3 separate regions of the Zea mays genome follow, and all the other regions are linked to region 1. Evidence: chromatin contacts called from public Hi-C data. All regions are on one chromosome and are shown on one strand. The core of a region is the stretch at or near the end of the contact, and the rest is flanking DNA. Distances in the headings are between cores, read along the strand shown. Region 1 holds the start of LOC100274993. Region 2 holds the start of LOC100192933. Region 3 holds the start of LOC100191836.

Region 1 (4,254 bases), core at 845-3,344:
AATGGATTGTAAACTTGAAAAGTATACACACTAGAATTTATATGGGGTAATTGCAATGGAAAACTAGGTGTATGAGAAAGAAATAGATAGGGACCCTAAGATCGGTAACTAGTTAAAGTTGCTTGAAAGGACAACGAGGACTCAGAGAGCCAAACTATATTTTTACTGTGTTGCAAAGGATTATTTGGGTTAACGTGTGGATAATCAAATATGAGAGAGAACTTTCTTCGAACAAAATTCTATAGGTTCCGAGGGTTACTAGGGGTAGATAGACAAAACCTCGAAGCGAAGCCAGCTATCACCTATGGGCCTACCAAGTGACATGGTCAGGATACCCATGCCACGCTCTTGTTGTCACCAAGAGGGGCTACCAACCATAGTTGCGTGGATAGATGACACATTATAATAGTGTTGAAGCAACACTAAAGCTCCTCCATAGCGAGGGTCAGAGCTAGGCAGCCTAGTAGTTAACTAGGACTAGGTGTGACTTATAACACCAGCAAGCCACACGACTTGTTTAACGACAGACTAACACAATCCTAAGCCTTAAATTAAATTGTCCCTAGACTACCGCAAAAATAATCATGAAGTAGAAGTAAAGTAATACTTGAAGTAAAACTGAAAGTAATACTCAAAAGTAGACTTGCCTCACACCATATATGCCTGACGCACAATACATAATTTGATCTCATCTTAAAAAAAGTTTTGCCAGGACAGTCACATTGCAAGATTTCATCTAGTTCCGTCATGAAAGATGAAGACCATACAAGTCATGCGCTGTCCTGCTTGCACAAGTCAACTTTCTATGCCTGTATCCTGTCCTTGCCTGCTGGGTAGGGCTGGACGAAATGCTCGTGGGTCGTCGGTTCGCTCGGTTCATGGTCAGCTCGAATCGACTTGTTTGAATTTTTTTCACGAGCTAAGTTGTTATTCTAGCTCGGGTCGATAACGAGCAAGCTCGGTTCGTTAATAAGCCAGCTCGTGAGCTAAACGAGCTATCACATTTTAGTAAAACGAAACTATATATATATCATTTATGTAACAATTGATGACATATTATATGTATGTGTCGTGTGTATGGCCTATGAGTTAAACTAATAATTGATGGACTATGTCTATGTGTTAAGTTGATGTATGCGAATATAGCTATGTGTTAAACTGGTGAACATGTGTCTGAATTATGAATTGATGAGTTGTGTTAATTTGTTGTTACATTGTTATGGTCTATAAAACTTAGTATAATTACTATTTTCTATTATTAATTTATTTTAAAATTAATTAGAAATTGATTATTATATACATATTCCTTTTTTCTGCTCTAGCTTGCCAACTAAACGAGCCAGCTCGAACTCTTAAACGAGCCGAGCCAACTATGTGGCTCGTTAGCTTAACGAGCAGCTCGAACTTGGATGAGCCGAACCGAGATAGCTCGATATCTAGCCCCAGGGGCGACGCCACGTTCACCTTTCTCAATAGCAAAATATTTTTAAATAAGAAGAAGATTTTAACCCTTCTAATCTCCTCTCATCTTGTGGCTCCGAAACTAATATTAAGAACTAGTTTGGGAGCCATAAAACCAGAATAGATTAGAGAATTAAATTTTCGCTTTATATTTAATTTTAAATAAAAATAGAAATTTAGCCCTACAACCATCTCTGGTTTTATCGCTTCCAAAGCCATTAAGGTGCACCACGGCAAAATTGGCGCTGGATTCGCCCCGTCTGTCCCTACTGCTGAGGTACCAATCTATAGGTCACGCGCAGCACAGTGGCGTCCGGTTGCCCCGTTTCATGGCAGTGCCACGTCTACGAGACCATTGTACACGGCGTGGAGGCGTTGACGGACCACCAGCGACTGACTCACACGAGGACACGACCCGATCGATGCCGTCCAATCGCGCGCGATCCATCCATCCATCCCCTGCCTCCACTCGCTGGCGGGTCGCCACTGGAATCGAGCGAACCCACCAGTGGGCTCCACAGCGCCGACTAGAAATTCCAATCGGGTTAAAACCCGCGCGCCAAATCCGGGCCCACGCTAGCTCCCTCCCCTATATACGCGACCCCACGCCGCCGCTCCTCCAACCCTGGCCTTCACATCCCGTACTCGTCGCCAGCAAGCAAGCGCTCCCCGCGTGTTCACACCTCGACCTGCGACGTAAGGCCGGCGTGGACCAGCCGCCGACCACACGCCTTGGAGTCTGCCAGCCGCCGACCACAAGCGCCGCCGCCGACCGCCGCAAGGGGGAGGAGAGATGAAGTGGGGGCTGGCAGCCGCCGTGGCTTCCGCGGCGACCGTGGCGGCGGCGTCGGGCGCCGAGCTCCTCGCCTGCGACTGCGACGCCTCCGCTCCGTCGCCGGCCCCTGCCGCGACCGTCGGCAGGTGCGACGGGCTGGTGCTCTCCCGGCAGCACCACGACGACGAGGTCCCTGAGGTGCGTCTCCCGCGGATCGAGGATTCCTGGGTCCCCCTCCCGGCCTCCCCTGTCTTGTATGGCGCGATATATAATATAGGAGGGATAACGATTCCGCCTCGATTTACATTCCAAGTAAAGATCGGGGGGAAATAGAAGCAGGGTTGGCTAATTGGTACCGTTCGCGCCTGTTTTTCACCACAGGGATCCTCGTCGGCGTCGAGGGACAACAGCCATAGCGGCGGTCGCCGCGGGCAGCGGTTCGCGCCGCGATTCGATGGCCTGCGCTTCATCGAGACGCTCGTCACGGCGCACCGCTGAAGCGACGGACCCGCGATCCGCCTGGCTGCCTATGCTCCGGTGGTAATCTCCCCGCCGCCATGATTCGGCGATTCGTTGTTGCTGGTGGCGCTTAGGCCACCGAGTTTTGTTAGAACAACAATTTCAGGCTTCCCCTTTTCATTTGGTGCTGTGCTGTTCGTCCTCTTGTTGATGTCGGTGGTCCGTGACCATTCATTCTCCTTTTTTAGCTTGTTTGTGTTTGTGCGAGAGGGAAGGATTAAGATTATACCCGGCATGTCGATTTGAGCAAACGCTACTCTATTTCTTTATTTATAATGTCACACATTTCTTCGTCCCTGATTTGGTTGTTTGGACAAGCATTATTGGAATTCGAAGTCGCTGGCACGCAGGCCATGTCGTCGTACGGGGCCCATATTTCAGGGACTTCTAGTTCTCTAGTAGTGCATCAGAGTATCCCGGTGCCCCCCTTTTTATTTGCACCATCTTTTTCACAAGTATATATATATATATATATATATTCTGTTGGATGCAACACCGTTTTTTTTTTTTTGAGAATTGCTGGAGTTCATCCTTTCACATGGCATCTTGGTTAACTTTGATTTGGGTGCAACTTGCCAAATCCACATCCTAGTCTTAAAGCCTGTTTGGTTTCCTACCTAAGGCGTCATAATCTGTCTAACCCTAGTCGCTCGAATTGAAGAACTAAGGTTAGATAGAAAAGTTAGACACGTTGTGGCGTCTTAGGTAGCAAACCAAACAACCCGTTAGTCTTACACTATATCCAGCAGACTTGCTATCCCACCACCTCTCCTAAGTTATGTTTTAAACTTCACTCTACAAACATCTAAGTTATGTTTTAAACTTAACTCTACAAACATTGTAATCCACATTATAAAACAGTATTTTACACAGCTATTTATACCACCTGCTAGGTGGATTGCTGATTACTAATGAAAATACACGTGGTTTAGAACATGAACAGGTAACGCTTTTGTCCTTCAAGATTTGTGATGGTACGGGTATCTTTGTATTGTGATCCATGACGATGATGGCGAAGGCTGAGGTGTGAACAACACCTGTGATGTGGCAGTTTGCTGTCCAAGTTATCCTGTTGGTGCTACTGCTCTCCCACGTTCGCTTTTCATCCGTGCCGTGCCGTCACTGCCGTGCTACATCATACTTGCTTCATTTTTGTTTTTTTTAACCCCACTGGTACGGAACCCATCTCGCCAAGACGCCAACTGCTCAGAGCCATCCGATAGCTGCTCATGAAGTTCCAAGCTGTAAAAGATGGGGGCTGCTTCCTGCTATCATCCTCATCGCGGGTACCTAGTCGACATTACCAGATTGAAACTCAGTTCAGTGATTCAGTCCCCTTTTCTCCCTCCTCCATGGCAGCATCCTTCTTTTCTGCCTTCTTGCTTGGCGGCAGCCATTGGCATCGTCGGACGCACAGCAAGTACAAAGGGTTGACCACTGTGCTTGCAGCTGGCGAGGGAAAGGCCGAAGGAAACCATACTGCTTCAACAGAAGAGCCT
Region 2 (4,533 bases), core at 560-3,059, 340 kb before region 1:
AAATTATAAATTACTGTGCACACTAGATACAGACCCACAAAGGATGATTGGCAGTGGACCAAGTTTATGCTCTTCTAGGTAAGCCTCAATATACTGAAGGATCTTATATACCTGCCAATTACACCACTAAATGTTTAGGAATCCTACTGAAATATTGCAAACATTATGCTTAGATGTAGAAAAGAATAATGTCTCTACCTGTCTTAAGCGAACTATTGAAAGGCTGTGATCATGAGGGAACAACAAATGAGTGTTGACAATGAGGCTCTGCTGGTGGACACAGCTGGTGCTTCGATTTTGTAAGAATGGCATCGCTGATTCCACATGCAACAGCTGAGCTACCCGATCACCGATGTCATTGAACAGCAGTTCCCTATAATTCAAAACGTTGAAGTAGTTTCTATGTACAGCAGTAAGAAGACCTGCATAGAAATTCATCTTTAAGGAAACAAAACACCAAGGTGCATTACATGGCATCAAATTCAAATCTGTCTATGTGCATTTTCAAAACATTCAGGAAGAGAACATAGATCCCATACTAATTGACAATCACCACAGATGTCAACACCATAGGCATTTGGCAAAGCCATTATCCACACTGGAAAGGGAAATAGGTGTCACAATACAATGATAATCATTTTAGACATCATCAACAGTGGTATTCAACACAAAGAGACCATCAACCCCAACATCAATTCACTTTGGGTTTCGAAAAGGGGACACAGTGGCGAAGTCGAATTCCTACCATTGTCCCCTTCAAAAGCACAGTCCCGGAAATGTCACCTCTTATTATAGCCTATGATCAGGATTTCCTAGATCAATAAATTATTTTATATTTGTATGAACCTTCAAAATACAAACAAAAAACAGTTTGCACAAACAGCCGGTGGCAGCAACAACACAGCACAATATCTGTTTCCTCATCCTTCCAGGCTCAAGCTTAAATGAGTAATCAGGGCTCACCGTCTCCACGATTGTTGGTGCGTGCAAGCTTGAAGAGCATGTAATTGGCGTCTCCCAGACGCTTCTGGTACATGTCGACCAGCTCGTCGTTCCCCAACCATACCTCCTGTTACAAGAATCATATTTACTGATGGCTCACATCCCAGACATGATCAAAGAGCCGAATAATAGCTAGATTCAGCTCACCTGAAGGCAGATGATGGAGGAGTGATCAGCGAGAAGGCGGTCAATAATCTTCTCGTTGCGGCTGAACCAGTAGGCCCTGTACTGGCTCTCCCTGCAATTCTGCTCCCAATGCCAAACACCGACCGTCAATATACTACGAGCCAGAATTTTCTACCAAACCAAAACTAACTAAATAGATTCCCCGTCAAAAGGGAAAGCAGAGCAAGATCCAACCCACCTCGTTGTCCATGCGCTTGTAGATCGGCGCCAGGATGTTAAACGTGGTGCAGGAAACGCAGCGCTCGTCCCGCGGCTGCCGCCGGTGATGGTGGTGTCGGTCTCGCCGTCGCATCGCCCCCGCCTCCCTCCGCTGCTTCTTCGTCTGCACAAAACACACACACAGCAGGACCTCACCTCAGCAAACAACCGGGCCGTCAATCCAAGCCCACGGCGGAAGAGGCTATGCGAGCAGTAAGCCACACATAGCTCGACGGGGCCGCCGCGGGCGAATACTCACCATTGCGATGATTCGTAGGGCGTGGAATCTGATACTTGGTGGAGGCCTGGCCTCGGCTCCTTCTCGTCGATTTGGCGGCTACTAGCGGAGGAGAGGAATGGGATTGATGGTTTTCGCTGGCTTCGGGCTCACCACCGTCAAAATGGTTATAAAGAATCTTTGCAGGAGAAAATGGGTGTACCGGAAAATACGCGAGCCAGAGAGGCAATATAAACCACGGGCCGGTCAGCTGAGCAGTCTACACCACGCACACGCACGAGGCCCACAGGTCGGCTGGAGAGTGTGCTAAATGTGACCGTTCGGGTCTCGTGTGGTCGCCGTCGGTTAGGGCCGAAAAGAAAAGAACTCGAGTTCGACGAGCCAGAGCGACTCGGTGGCTCGATTCATAGAACGATAGATCCTTTATCCCTTTTTGTTTATCCTTTTTTCTTTATTCAATCTATCTTACGTTCTTTATATTATATGTATAATATTTCAATCTATATATTAATAGAATCTATAGTATTCTTATAAAATAAAAAATAAAGATAATAAACTGTGGATTCTTTCTTTCTCTTTCATTCTTACATTTCCATAAAACGTAGTTTTTTTACTTAAATTTAATAATATTAATCTATTATACACATTGGTATTCTAAAAGTACCTTACCGGATTCCTAGAGATGAAGAACCAAGCCAATTTTTACTATTTTTTATATTAACCTATTTTTTATATTATAATAATATTATATTTATTTTAATAATATAAAATGTGTTACTTAAATTATTTTTGAGATTTTATATTATATTTTGAAGAGAGATTTCATGCTTATGGTCAGGGTCGTTGTCTCGGTAAGGCGGCTCGTGAGCCAAGACAATCCAACTTTTCAAGCTCGTCAGAGAAGCGAGTCGAGTCGATCTCGACTCGTTACTTGACCGAGCCGCAGCGAGCCGAGTCAAACTATTACATGTTTTAAGCCACTTTTACATGTTTTAAGCCACTTTTAGTTTATCCTTTATATAATTGTCGAGATAAAGAGTTCATCAACACATTTACCATTTGCGGTCGTAGATAGCCATGCATGCATGCCAACATGCCACCACCGTAGTTCTAAGCCAAAAAAAAGACATCATTGCCCCTTCCTTCCACCCCTTGTTAAAATACATCACTCTGGTTGTGGCTAGAGTACTTGTAGAGGAATGCACATATATATTAACTAGGTGAATACACATGCGTTACAATAGAAATATATAATAACATGATAACTTATGTACAAAATATGTGTTATAAGAAAAGTGTTGGCCACACACTTTTGATACCTTCGAGATATAAAAAACAAGGCAACATAATTAAATCGAGCTTCATATTCATCTTTCAATTGATTAAAGTATGAAGATGTAATAGATGAACAAGGAAAGTAAATATAACTAGGTGGGTGTCCGTGCGTTGCAACGGAAACATAGAATACTACGATAACTTATGTACAAATAGGTGGGTGTCCGTGCGTTGCAGCGTGGGGCCGAGAGAGAGAAAGTAGTGATGGAATACATAGCAAGCCAAAAAAACATTTCTTCTCCTTTTTCCTTGCCTCGCTTCCCCTCCTCAGTCTCCTGTTCTCTCTCCTCTCCGTCTGCTTTAGGCCCCCAGAAATCGAAGCCACCACCACCATAGAGCTCTGAGCCCCTCGCCCTCCTCCCCAGCCTATTTTCGCTGCTGTAACACCCGGAATCTAGGGGTATAAAAAATCTCTTCTATAATATCCACCAAGTTCATGTTTTAATAAAAACCCTAAGGGAACAATGGTTGTTGTCGGTGTTTTGGGTCCGACCGCACACCCGGGGTTGCCCCTCAAGGTGTTTTAGGAGTAGGACGATGTCGCCGACTGTAGCTAAATGGTTCGTGCCTGATGCACGAGGAACAATGGACAATGTTTACAAGTTCAGGCCGCTTGGAGATGTGTAATACCCTACGTCCTGGTGAGTATGCTTTGCGTATGGGTTACAAGGTTGCTCTCTAAAGTGTAGAGAGTTGAAGTGGATGGTTGAATAGTAATGGGGTCGATCGTTCTGAAGGGGTGCCCCCTAGGCCTTATATATTCGGTCGTGAGGCAATACATATGAATATGATAACAATGTGCACCTGAAAGATAGTGAACCGCTTTTGTCTATCTTCCTATGATTCTGCCGACTTATCCTCGCCTGGTTACGTCGTTCGAGGCTCCAGCGCGGGAAGTCAGATCTTCTGTTGCGGTCACTTGCTCAACGCTGCGGGGCCGTCCAGGTTTGCGCCCACCCGGCCTTATGTCGATCTGCTTCACTAGTCGTTTCTTCCAGGCCCATGAAGGAGTGACCTCACGATTTATTGGGCTCTTGGGCCTTTCGTGAGGTCTTTTATCCTTCTAGTGGACCCGGGGGATATCTGTCCCCCACAAGCCCCCGATCTTCGGGCTGACTTTAAGATAATCAGCCCAAAGATCCTAGGTCCAGGTTGCGATCTTTGTTTATGATAAGAAATGCTTTCCAAGCAGTCTGGTAAAAATGATTTTTTACTGTCTCCTTCTGCTTTGATCACTCGTAACCTGGAGCCTTGTTTCATGCTTGTGCCTTAGAGGTCGGCATTTCATATTGCTGGACCCTGAACTTCATTGGGTGCACCGGAGGTGCACCCAATGGGTGTAGCCCTCGAGCTTCGAGTGGATTTTGGAAAATAATCCACTCGAAGGTCTTCATCAGAAATTTTTATTTTCCACTTGCATTTTGGTTGAGGGTCAATCTTGTCTTCAATCTTGCCTTATGCCTTAGAAGTTGGTGTTGTCTTCTCTTGAAATGGTGATTCATTGGGTGCACCGGAGGTGCACCCAATGGGTGTAGCCCCCGAGCTTCGAGTGGATTTTTGAAGATAATCCACTC
Region 3 (4,841 bases), core at 76-2,575, 360 kb before region 1:
ATTTTGCAAACAACTTCTGATAAAAAAGTGTCAAAATGAAAATTGTAGAACTTTAAAAGTTATTCAACTTTATAGTTGACAACTTTTTTATTAAATTTATTTACAGTCTCAAACAAACAATTTATACTCAGTTTGTTGTAATATATGAACAACAAAACTACAAACTAAATAGAAATCATGTTATAGACGAAGTGGTAGAGGATGGTACACACAAAGGTGAGGTTAGGGGTGACTTCGACGGACCAAAGGCCTGTCCTTAAATAATTTTTTTTTGTTTTTAAAACCTGTTTTATGTTTCTAGTCACTAGCGGAAATCGATTTTTATTGTGGAAATCGTCCTCAATTACCCGCTGCAAAAATGATGATTTCTACCGATCTCTAGCACTAGCGGTTCTAAGAAACGCCAGCGAAAATAGGTTCACAACCGCTGTTATTGAAGATAGCTTCTGTGTAAGTGTAACGTGCAGACACAAAGCAAATGCCCACCTCTCTCAATTAATTGTTAATAGAGACAAAGTTCTACCTCTATTGATTGAAATAGAATTTCTGTTTTAGCTTCCGTATTTAATAATTTAGAAATTTAGAGACTAGAATCGAATAAAATAGATAAACTAAAAATTAGTCTCTAAAAACAAAACACCTCCTTAAATAAATACAGTCTACATACGAAACATTGTTTTTGGTCGGCTACAGCCTAAAGCAAAACACTATTTTAAGATATATGTGTACGAGAAGCTAGAACGGAGTTTACGAGAAGCTAGAATCACTGTATTCTCGTATATGTGTACGTACCTCCGCGTAGATGTGGTCCGCCTGCGGCGACGACCCTCTGGCCGGCAGCCCGATGGCGGCACCGATGTCAGCGACGGCCGGCTGGAGCTCTTTCACCGACAGCCTCCCGTCGCCATCGGCGTCGAGCTTCCGGAACCTGTCGTCGACGAACCTAGCGAACTCCGCCTTGTTCTCCACGAGAGCCCGGATCTCAGAGCCGTCCTGCACCTGCAGCACGCCTTTCCTGTTCCTCCTCACCTCCTGATGCTGCTGCTGCTCCATGAGCGCGCTAGCGACGCGCTTTTATACACAGCTAGCACGAGGACGAGCGAGGGAAAAGGAAGGGGAAAAGGGCCGATGCTAGGGAAAGCTTGCAAGTTACAGCGACAACAATGGCGACGCCGGCCGTGGGTTCCTCGTGACGCGCGCGGGATGGCCTAGCTGCTAGCTGATCGATCGGTCGTCGTCGGTGGTGGCAAAAGTGGCTAAAAAGATGAGGTGTTCACGAGCCGCAGGCCTGAAACTAGTAGCTAGTAGCTAGAGCTATGGAAGATGGGGGTCTTGCTGAGTTGCTGTGTCCTTTTCTTTGGTCGCGATGAGCTAGGTCGGTGGATACTGGATAGGCGATGTGTTCTTGTGTATTTGGGCTTCTGGTGGCGTGGTCCTGCTTGTTTTTTATAGTTCGTCGTCATCTTCTGCTTCAGTGTGTGTGAGTTTGGATGCGATGTGTTCGTGTATTGTGTCCACCTGGCCTGGGGGAGGGGCATGCAACTGCTGAAGCGTGCATGGGACGCGTCTAGATGCTGCGTGGCGCCTCCAGACGACGCAAGCGTTATCTTATATTCAGAGACTTTTTGTCCACGTTGCGTGTTCGAGTTGGCGACGAGAACCACAGCATGCATCCCCTAAAAGCCAATAGTACTTGTGTGTCTCGCGTGGCCTCATGCGCGCGGATCAAGGGACACGTCCTAGATGCTTGGTGAGATATTGGACGTGCTTTCTGCGATGTGTAGCAGGGGTGTAGAGTTATTTATTTATTTTTGTATAACATTTTTTACGTCAAGAATAAAAATATATCATGATATATAGATGAAGAACATGGAGTTGTGAGAATAATGCCGTAAAACGATCTTCAGATATTGTACACCCGTACACTACTAGCACCTTAACGCGCTTTTCCATACCTACTTTGGCAAAGATTATCGTTACTCGCACGACCGTGGGGTCAGAGAGGGTCTCGACGTTTAGGTCGTGCTCGCACTCACACTCGGCGACGACCTTCTCGTAGACATAAATCTTCTAGCAGAAGTGTCGGCCAATAGTAATCGGACCTCCTAATTAACCACTTTATCTAGTGAGCCTTGGTGTGTGTCGGCGAGCTCCTAATTAATACAGTGTCGCATGTGCCTTCATGCACATTGTGCATCAGCTCTAAAGCCTAGGCCCAAGCATTTGCACTAGTACTACTTCAAGGGTATAATAATACATTTCGTCGTCGGTGACCATGTTCTTAACACTAGTACAGATAAGCTCTATACTGACGGTCCTAAACATATTTACAGTGACGTTTTTCGTAACCGCCAGTGCTAGAGGTCAGTAGAAATCACCATTTTTACAGGCGGGTAACTGAAGACCGCCAGTGAAAATCGATTTTCACTGGTGGTCGACGTAATAAAACCGCCAGTGAAAATCGATTTTCACTGGCGGTCGACGTAATAAAACCGCCAGTGCAAATCGTTTCCAGAAAACATAAAACAGATTCTAAAAATAGTAAAAAAATTTATTTGTATTAGGCCCACCCCACCCGCCTACGCGGTTGTGAGGAATCGAACCGTAGACCTCACCCTCGCGCGTACCCTCCACTACCACTCCGTCTATGACATGACTTGTGTCTAGTTTGTAGTTGTTTTCTCCACATATTACAACCATTTGAGTGTAAATTGCTTATTTGAGACCCTAAACGAATTCAAATAAAAAAGTTGTCAACTACAAAGATAAATAACTTTTGAAGTTCTACAACTTTTATTTTGACACTTTTTTCATCCGAGTTAGTTTGCAAAATTTGAATTTTAAATTTGCCATACTTAGATTCAATTTTTGAGAACCGAAATGAGTTCAAATAAAAAAGTTGTCAACTACAAAGTTTCATAACTTTTAGAGATCTACAACTTTTATTTTAGTGGTTTTATCATACGAGGTCGTTTGAAAAACTCGAAAAATTAAGGATAAAAATGATTTCTAGTGGCGGTTCCTTAAGAAAACCGCCACTAGAAATCGTATTTCTACTGGCGATTCCTTAAGAAAACCGCCACTACAAATCATGGATTTCTACTGGCGGTTTTCTTAAGGAACCGCCACTAGAAATATGATTTCTAGTGGCGGTTTTCTTAAAGAACCGCCACTAGAAATAGCACAGTCGGTGGATAACTGGATCCGTCTGTAAAAATATATGGGTGCCGCAGGCTTTGAGCCTTTTTGTACTAGTGTAAGGCCCTGGTAACTTATTTGCTTGCTTGCCCTCTGAGTTGGATCCCTCAAGTAGTTGAGGATATCGGCTCTCCAGTCGACCACATTGATCTACAAAATCTCCACTTCAGGCGTTGTTCGTAGGGATGAAAACGGTTTTAGAATTTTTCGGAATTTCGGAAACCGGTTCTGATTTTTCTGATCGGAATCGTCGGTTTCGGTATTTCTCGGAATCGGAATCGATCATCGGAATTTTAGATCGGAATTGGTATTGAAATCGGTACAGTCCTCTACCGACCGTTTTCTTCGGTTAACGTTTTGGGTCGGATTTACCGAATTTAAAATTCGGAATTTACCGAAATTCCCAGCCCAAGTTGAAGTTCCACATCGGCACTAAGACAGAGCAGACCGCACACGGCAGTACGGTCCACACAGACACAGCGCGGAGCCGCCACTTCTCTTCTCAGCGCTCCCAATCTGGCGGCGGCGGCACGCCGGCACCCACCCGGTAAGTAATATGTAATCTACTAATCTGCGAGATGGTGGCTGGGGTCTGGGAGAGGGATGTTGTGCTCGCGGGTAAGCTGCTCGCGGGGAAGCTGCTTGCAGGGGAGCTCGCACGACCGAGCAGACGAGCAGTTGTAGAGCGCTGTGCGGAACTGGCCTGGCCGGTGAGCGCTGTGGGGAACCGAGCAGCTATAGACTGATGTTGTTCACGCACCTGACCCCTGTCTAGCTGCAGTAGCCAGTAGGAAGCGTTCTGGCCTTCTGGGAGCTCCATGAGCTGAGCGCAGATGGGCTGCCCCAGCCTTTCTTGATTGCTAGGAGTGTTGCTAGCTCTCTTGCGTTAGTCTACGCCATGGATTGCGAGCTGGAGTTGGAGCTATGAGATTTAGGAATACTAACATTTCTACTAGTGACTGATGTTACGTTGTTCTCATGAAAAAGATGTATCAATACTATGTCTCTACTACACCCTCATCATCATCTGTTGCACCTTCCTCAACTTCAGCAGTTGACATGATTAAGTCAAGTATCGAAGAAGAGCTTGATAGCTACATATTTGATGGACAAGGTCATGATGATTCTATTGACACAAGTGACTTAGAAAAATATTTGGCAGATCCAATACTAAAGGTTGGTAAAAGTAATCAACACACTTTTGACATATTAGCATGGTGGAAAGCACACAAAGAAGAATATCCTGTCTTGGGCCAGCTTGCTCGTGATGTCTTAGCTATGCAAGTGTCAACAGTAGCTTCAGAATCTTCTTTTAGTGTTGGTGGTCGTGTACTTAATCCATTTCGTACTCGCCTTGACCCTACCATGGTAGAAGCACTAGTCTGCACCAAAGATTGGATAGCTGGAGCAAGAAAAAGGTTATATAACAGTACCTTATATTTATTTACAATTTAATTAGTCATTAGTTCAATACCCTTTTACTAATGCACTAATGGATCTTTATATTCCCAGGTTCCAAGGCTAAGAGTGTTGCTATTCCTAATATGGTTTATGAAATGGATGAACTTGAGGCTCTTGCAAGAAATATTTCATTTGAGGTTAATTTACCTTAATTTTCTATTCTATTTTGGTGCATAAAACAT

Evidence for each region. Hi-C and Micro-C count contacts between places; a contact is called where the count stands out from the background.
Region 2: a Hi-C map of ear shows a contact between it and region 1, with 1.6 times the contacts expected there. The contact joins the promoter of LOC100192933 here to the promoter of LOC100274993 in region 1. A contact is called at or near these places in 2 of 25 Hi-C or Micro-C datasets (ear and endosperm).
Region 3: a Hi-C map of bundle sheath shows a contact between it and region 1, with 2.1 times the contacts expected there. The contact joins the promoter of LOC100191836 here to the promoter of LOC100274993 in region 1. A contact is called at or near these places in 3 of 25 Hi-C or Micro-C datasets (bundle sheath, ear and endosperm).

The regions. Positions count from the first base shown.
Region 1 is chr5:40,948,788-40,953,041 of Zm-B73-REFERENCE-NAM-5.0, reverse strand. It overlaps LOC100274993, which reads left to right and starts at 2,094. Exons shown (of 2, transcript NM_001149219.1): 1 at 2,094-2,434; 2 at 2,618-3,036. The coding sequence starts at 2,255. The coding sequence ends at 2,734.
Region 2 is chr5:41,292,651-41,297,183 of Zm-B73-REFERENCE-NAM-5.0, reverse strand. LOC100192933 reads right to left here and starts at 1,809. Exons shown (of 11, transcript NM_001138115.1): 1 at 1,646-1,809; 2 at 1,367-1,510; 3 at 1,150-1,248; 4 at 964-1,069; 5 at 199-422; 6 at 35-111. The coding sequence starts at 1,648.
Region 3 is chr5:41,311,149-41,315,989 of Zm-B73-REFERENCE-NAM-5.0, reverse strand. LOC100191836 reads right to left here and starts at 1,325. Exons shown (of 4, transcript NM_001137260.2): 1 at 793-1,325. The coding sequence starts at 1,053.